Regions from separate parts of the Mus musculus genome. Here region 2 is linked to region 1. A link is a contact called in public Hi-C data. All regions are on one chromosome and are shown on one strand. The core of a region is the stretch at or near the end of the contact, and the rest is flanking DNA. Distances in the headings are between cores, read along the strand shown.

Evidence for each region. A called contact is a pair of places that touch in the nucleus more often than the background predicts.
Region 2: a Hi-C map of myocytes shows a contact between it and region 1, with 2.0 times the contacts expected there. The contact joins two enhancer-like sites. A contact is called at or near these places in 1 of 39 promoter capture datasets (liver), 1 of 15 datasets of contacts at CTCF or cohesin (embryonic stem cells), 30 of 484 Hi-C or Micro-C datasets (the AML12 cell line, B cells, the Ba/F3 cell line and 19 more), 7 of 115 datasets of contacts at active chromatin or transcription factors (astrocytes, bone marrow-derived dendritic cells, bone marrow-derived macrophages and 3 more) and 4 of 9 other capture datasets (adipose tissue, embryonic stem cells, liver and 1 more).

What each region holds. Positions count from the first base shown.
Region 1 is chr4:141,866,242-141,869,331 of GRCm38.p6, forward strand. The region is part of intron 1 of Efhd2 (EF hand domain containing 2); the gene reads right to left. Among named protein-coding and RNA genes, the nearest start is that of Efhd2, 7.1 kb to the right of the region's middle. Within about 2 kb of position 1,465, at least 142 of the 459 cell types and tissues checked have an H3K27ac peak or open chromatin away from gene starts, as enhancers often do. A contact at or near this core is called in muscle stem cells and myocytes, where this site is marked.
Region 2 is chr4:142,101,732-142,104,952 of GRCm38.p6, forward strand. It overlaps Kazn (kazrin, periplakin interacting protein), which reads right to left. Exons shown (of 18, transcript NM_144531.3): 18 at 659-3,221. The coding sequence ends at 3,059. Among named protein-coding and RNA genes, the nearest start is that of Tmem51, 19 kb to the left of the region's middle. Within about 2 kb of position 1,735, at least 13 of the 459 cell types and tissues checked have an H3K27ac peak or open chromatin away from gene starts, as enhancers often do. A contact at or near this core is called in muscle stem cells and myocytes, where this site is marked.

The DNA of each region.
Region 1 (3,090 bases), core at 215-2,714:
CTACAGAGTGAGTTCCAGGACAGCCAGAGCTACACAGAGAAACTTTCTCGAAACCCCTGCACCCCCACCCCCATGCACCAGATGCTACACTGAACATTTCACATCCTTACTATGACAATGGCAGTGACATTGAGTTAATAAAAGCCACCAGAAGCCTTGAAAGCATTGCTGTTCAATCACGAAGACCAGGTTTGGTTCTAGTCCAGAGCTGGGAGGAGGGGCTTATGGTGGAGTGTCCTGGTTGGGTGGGGTATCAGTCTGGATAGATGACCAAGGAGCTCCCCAGAATTCCCCTCTTCTGAAGGTCTGGCTAAACTGAAGGAGACTGGAGCCTTAACCTACATAGCTCCTGGTCTCCCCACTTGCCTCCCTGTAAGGAGGGAACAGTGGGGACTGTCCCCACACCTCTAAGCAGGTGACAGCTGTGGAAGTGATGGTGTTCTCACGAGGGAGGCTGGGAGGCCCTCTTATCCTGCTGCTCTTTCTGAACTGGGATTGAGGCTCTGGGAGTCTCAGAGGATCCAGGGAAAGAAAGGTTGGTCCTCGAGGGTTCATCCTCCTAGCCTGGCCCACCGGCTTATGGAGGAAAATAGGGGCTCAGAGTGGAGAGTGATAAACCCAGGATCCCACAGCAGGCGGGATTCTACTAGATGAACTCTTTCCATCTCTCTGGCTCCCTCTTTCTCGTGGGCCACTGGGGTTGGGCCTGATGCTCCACTCAGGGGCTCTTGAGTCTGGTTCAGGAAAGCCAATGTCACCAAGCTCTGTTAACAGAACTCCCAGGCTTTGGAGCTCAGCACCTTTCCTCGTGCTAGGCATCAGAGGGAGGCTGCTGCGGGCCTGGCACCCGGCCCACATTCCAGCCTCCCTCCCCATGCCACAGTTCCCAGCAGGAGAGGGCTCAGCAGCTGCTGCCTAGGATCTGACAAAAATCTCTCCTGTCACCCTCCCTACAGCTGCCACCCAGGCTGACCCTGTCTTTAGGTCTGAATGCGATCTTACAAAGCTGCTTCCCCCAGCTCTGTCGGTCCCCTCCCTCGGTTCTGATAACCCCGAGTCACAAGGGTGGCATTCTCCGTCCAGACATCCCTTTTCAACAGACAAGGAGACTGAGACAGAAAGAAAGTGCACTGGCCAAGGTCAACAAGGGTGCAGGTGGGGTCTAACTGAGATAAAAAAAAAAAAAACCACACCTGTCTGCTGCTGCCTCCAGAGGCTGCTGGGGCGGAGAGGGGGAGAGCCGCAGGGCTGCAAAGGATAACACAGGGAAGGGGAGCCAGCCCTCAGTTAGGGGGCAGACTCCCAATGTGGTTTTCCCTGCTCAGTGTCTTGAATACCTCTGAGGACAGAGGGCTCACTGTTCCCTAAGGTAGGCAGTGATCGCTCTCCCAGCCCCATCCCTGCCGGGCTGGCAGAAGCAAAGCCATTAGCACAGCTGTTGCCCCAGCACAGGGAAGGAATACAGGGAACTGACTACAGTCTGTCCCTTCTGGCACCCAGCCCAGGCCTGTGTCACCGGTTCCAAATGGCCACAGGAGGATAGACTGCTGAAGGGGTGCTGGGCTTGCCCCCCAACCCCCCAGTTTACGTGCTGCCTTGTTACCACCATATCTATTTTCTGGATTATTAAGGAGTAAATGTATTCATGAGTAGAACATGGTCACCACACAGTAGGTGCTTCAAACTTATTCTGTTATAATCACTAAGCAGCTGTATTTTGGGGCCTCCACCATCCTGCGGTAGGGGAGGTCTCTGTGGCCTTCTGAGCCTGAGCCTCGATATCCTAAGAAATGGGAGGGCATTTTGAGGGTAGGTAGGTGACTTCCAACTCTGCTAGCTGTTCTGGCCAGCCTGGGCCTGCTCGCCTGTCTCCATGGGAAGGGCAGGTGGGTCCCAGTAATGACAGCTCAGGAGGGCCAGCTTGGCACGTCCCCACCCCTACTGCCTGACTCAGGGGACAAACCAGACACTCACCACTTTGGGGCAGAATCTGACCTCGATCACATGTCCTAAGTCAGGGGTTTAGACACGGAGCAGTGTGCGGTGCTCACGGGGCCCCTCCCCAGTTTTCCAGAGGGTCCACTGAGAGCCTCCAAAGCTGAGAGCTACTTGCTTGAGGGTTGCCAAGATTCAGGGTTGTCTTAACCTCAAGTCTGACACCACCCACCGGCTGAGCCAAGGTGGCAATGTGGGAGCGAGCGTCTTGCCGTTGCTTTGTTTCCCGCCCACCCTTACTTAATAAGCACGTACGCTACTGACTACGGATAGAACCCAGAGTTGTTACCCACTCTTGACTCCATTCACAGTACTCCTGAAGCACTCCCACAGACGAAGTCACCTGCCTGCAGTTACCGGGACGGGAACTGGAAGCCGACAGACTGGCCTGGCCTTGTACTGTCTCTTTTCCCTCCCTTTCTTTCAGTGGTATTGGGGATTAACCCCAGGGCCTCATGCATGCTGAGGTCTCACGGAGTTGCCCAGGCTGGTCTCGAACCCACTTTGCAGCATAAGCTGGCCTTGAGTTTTTCTTTTTTCTCTTTTTTTTTTAAAGATTTATTTATTATATGTAAGTACATTGTCGCTGTCTTCAGAGACACCAAAAGAGGGCATCAGATCTCATTACAGATGGTTGTGAGCCACCATGTGGTTGCTGGGATTTGAACTCAGGACCTTTGGAAGAGCCGTCAGTGCTCTTAACCGCTGAGCCATCTCTCCAGCCCGCCTTGAGTTTTCCTAACCTCCTGCCTCAGCTACCTGAGCAGCTGGGATGACAGGCCAGTGCCTCCAGGCTTGGGAAGCACTTGTGACAAGAGGGGGCTTTCGGAGATGCTTGTTCTGCTGGCTCTGGATTACAAGTGATAAGAAGACCGCGATGGACCACAAGAGGGAGGAATCAGGATACGGAGACAGACCCTCCCCTCCCCCATGAAGTGATTGCCTCTGCTTCTCACTATCTCTGAACCTTAATTTTCTGAGACTCAGTCTCCCTCTCTGTGACATGGCTGACCAGTGGGAATCTAGCAGTATGTTTTAAAAAGTATTAGGAAGGGAGCCAGCAGGGCTGGAGAGATGGCTCAGTGGTTAAGAGCA
Region 2 (3,221 bases), core at 485-2,984, 240 kb after region 1:
CCAGAGCCTCTTGCCTGGGAGATGTAGACAGGATGAGCTTGGCTGGTGGCTTCTGTCAGGGCCACTAAGGCACCTGAGTAGAACCCACAGGCCAGCCCCATCTATGATGACAAGGGCTTAGCTGAGAAGGTCACTCTGCCACGACCTTAGCAGGCATGATATGCTTGGATCCAACGCCTGGAAGCTTGTGCTGACTCTCAGCTGTACCCCAGATGACTCTGTTCAGCTCAGCAGAGTGCACAGGGAAGATGGGGAAGAGCTGTACGGGTCTCCTGGGATTGCAGACACCTCCAGGGGAAGTATGAGAGTCCCCTTAGGACATGGTACCCAGAGAGAGACTTCCCAGCACCAGTGTGTACCTGGATTCTGATTTGGGTTGCCATGGGGAGATGCTAGTGACACGCTAGAAAACAGAGGGGTGTAGGGGTATAGGGACGTGGGGTTGGTGGGGGGAGAGTGACCAACAGCATGGGGCTGTGGGAGGGGAGAGTAAGTTGTGAGCACAGAGGCAGATGATCAGGTTCAACTCTCCCACCTTGTGAAGCTGGACTCTCAGCCTTTCTAAGAAGTCCTCCAGTAGTTTTAGGGGCTCCCAGTCTCCGTTGTCTAAGAAGAGGCTACTGGGACCATAAAGGAGAAAGCCAACAAGAAAGAAGGATAGCTTCAAGGCCAAGCATTTATTGTTACATTGTTAAAATTCCCTCTGGGAAGGCATGGGACACTGCAGTTCACTGTTCATTTGCCGTGCATTTTACAAACCCTCCATGGGTCAGGGAGGGACATCGTCACCATCCATGCTGGCTTCTGTAAAGTGACACCCAGAAGGTGCCACCACTCAGGAGCCACGTTCCCCCACAACCTGTGACGTGGTCCTTGGCCTTCTGGGAAGGGCTGTCATAATTCTCTTAGAGTTCTTCATCGTGATCCTGCCGTCCGAATTTACATCTGCCAGGACCCCACCCCTTTTCATGACCTCGGTCTTTGGCGGGGTTCCCTGTTCTAAGTGCCCTATGCAGGGTGGGCTTAGGAGAGAGCCCCTCTCTCCACTTCTGACTCTAGTCCCCTGACAACCCCTGCATCCTGTGGTGAGGAGTCAAGACAGAGAATCTGCTAAAAGTGACACTGGATGTGGATGGAGACTGACAGAGGTGCCCAGGACTGAAGCCCAGAGTCCATTGGGAAGGAGCCTTCAGATGCCGTGGGCCTCCGAGCCCGTGGGAAGAAAGTGTGAGTCTCTCCCTACCTAGACCTTGGCCCTTGAAAGGAGCCCACATCGCCAGCGACATTTCCAGGAAGGCTCTCAGTATCCTCCTGGCTCCAGAAGCTTTGTCACCCTTTGGGGACTTGGTGTGAAAGTGACAGCTGGCTTCAATTAGAAGAGGACCTTCTTCCCCTCTCTTTGCTGGGCTAAGGGATTTGTAGCTTCAGGATTCCAGGGGCAGGGGAATGCGTGTTATAAACACTCAGGGATGTGGAGCCTGAGCCAAGCTGGATTCTACCCCAGAGGTTGACCCTGCAAGTCCTGGTGTCCGCCGTGTGTCCTTCGGAGGCTGACACTCAGACAGAGAGGTTCCTCCCAGTCCCCGAGGGCCCTGGACTCAGGTTGGGAAGGAGACTGGACCTGGGGGACTCAGGGAATCCTCCTCCAAGTTCTCAGGCTTCCTGTGGTCTTCCCGCAAAGGGAAGCTCTCAGAAACAATGCAGAAGACTGGCTTTGGTGACTCAGAGGCAGTGCCCCACCCCCACCCCCACCGACTGCCGTCAGCTGTGGGAATCTGAGGAGAGCTGGTACTGACTGAGCACAGCTACACCGAAATCCTCCCTATCATCAATAGGCAGGCTCTGCTCAGTCAGCTTGGACCCTGCACCCAGTAGGCCCGCAGGCTGTGCTGGTGGCTCTCCCAGACCTCACCGATGGCTTTTGGAAACTCTCGATATTAAACTTTCTGCAAGCCCCTCTTGCTTATCTCCCTATCCAAAAATGGGGTGAACTCGCCCGGTGTCTGCCAATGTTGTGGATGGAAGTTAGGCTCCTTCCTCCCCTGCCCCATCCCTTCCAGCTGTTTCCTGAGAGGTTCAAAGCTCGGGACAAATGTTAGTGAATGTTAATCCTCACAGCTCCTCTGGGAGGAACCGGAAGTATGACAGGTAAGACACTGAGGCACAGAGAGGTGAGGCCATTGAGGGGAAGCCACACAGCAAAAACACTGGCAGATCAGGACAGCGGCTAGAAAGGCCCTACTCTGACAACCGGGGTGACCTTGTTTTGTAGGATTTGCACCTCCGTTAGCTCATGGGTGAGCTTACCTGTCTCAGCTGACAGGGACATCACAAGAGAGGTTTGTCAGATTAATGACAGGCTGTCTCCCATGTCATGCGCACACTCGGAATAGCTGTTTGGGACAGAGCACAGCAACCACCCCCCTCCCACTCTTGAAGTCACATTCATTCTGGTGACAGGATGTCTGTAGCCCCTAGGGCTGCTGCTGTCAGGCACCTGTGCCCTGCAGAGATTCCCCCTCCTGCTCCCAACATGTCCACCCTTAAAGTGGAAGGGATGCCCAGGCCGTTCCGCCTCCTTCTGGAGTGAGTGAGGTCAGAGTTCAAGTTCTCTGCCCAGCGGGCTGACAGTCAACAATCACCACCTGGCCGCTGCTAGCTGGCTTTGCCACCGGATCCCAGCGGCCCTGGCTTTGCCAAGGCAGGCTGGGGGTTTCCCTGCTCCTCTTAGCAGGGTGTTCCAGGCCCAAAGACTGACTGCCCCTCCTTGACCAGTGTAAAATACCAGTGGCACCTGACTTCTACTTTGAACAGCAGCCCCAGGGCCACCTGCTGGGTCGCGCAGCTGGGGATACTTCCTCAGAGATACAAGATACCTAGGTGGGCATTCTCTGTCCTTGGTGCCCCCCTGGAAATTGTGACCATCTCTGGGAACTCTGTTCTGACACCCTGTCTGTCCTCGGCTCCGGGTCATGCTGTACAGTGGGGATGGACGGCTCTGGGACGTTGGGCTGTCCCTTCTCCCTGTTCTCTTCTGGAGTTGAGTCACGCGGCTTTCTTACACATTGGTGACCTCCAAGCTGCCGTATCCCTCCAGACGGCACTGTTCCGGCCTGCCTTGGAGGTCCTCATCCCCACAGTCCTCGTTCTCCAGAGAGCCATAGTCATCATGGAAATCGGGCTCTTTGCTGCTGAAGCCCCTTCCTATCTTCCCCAGGGGC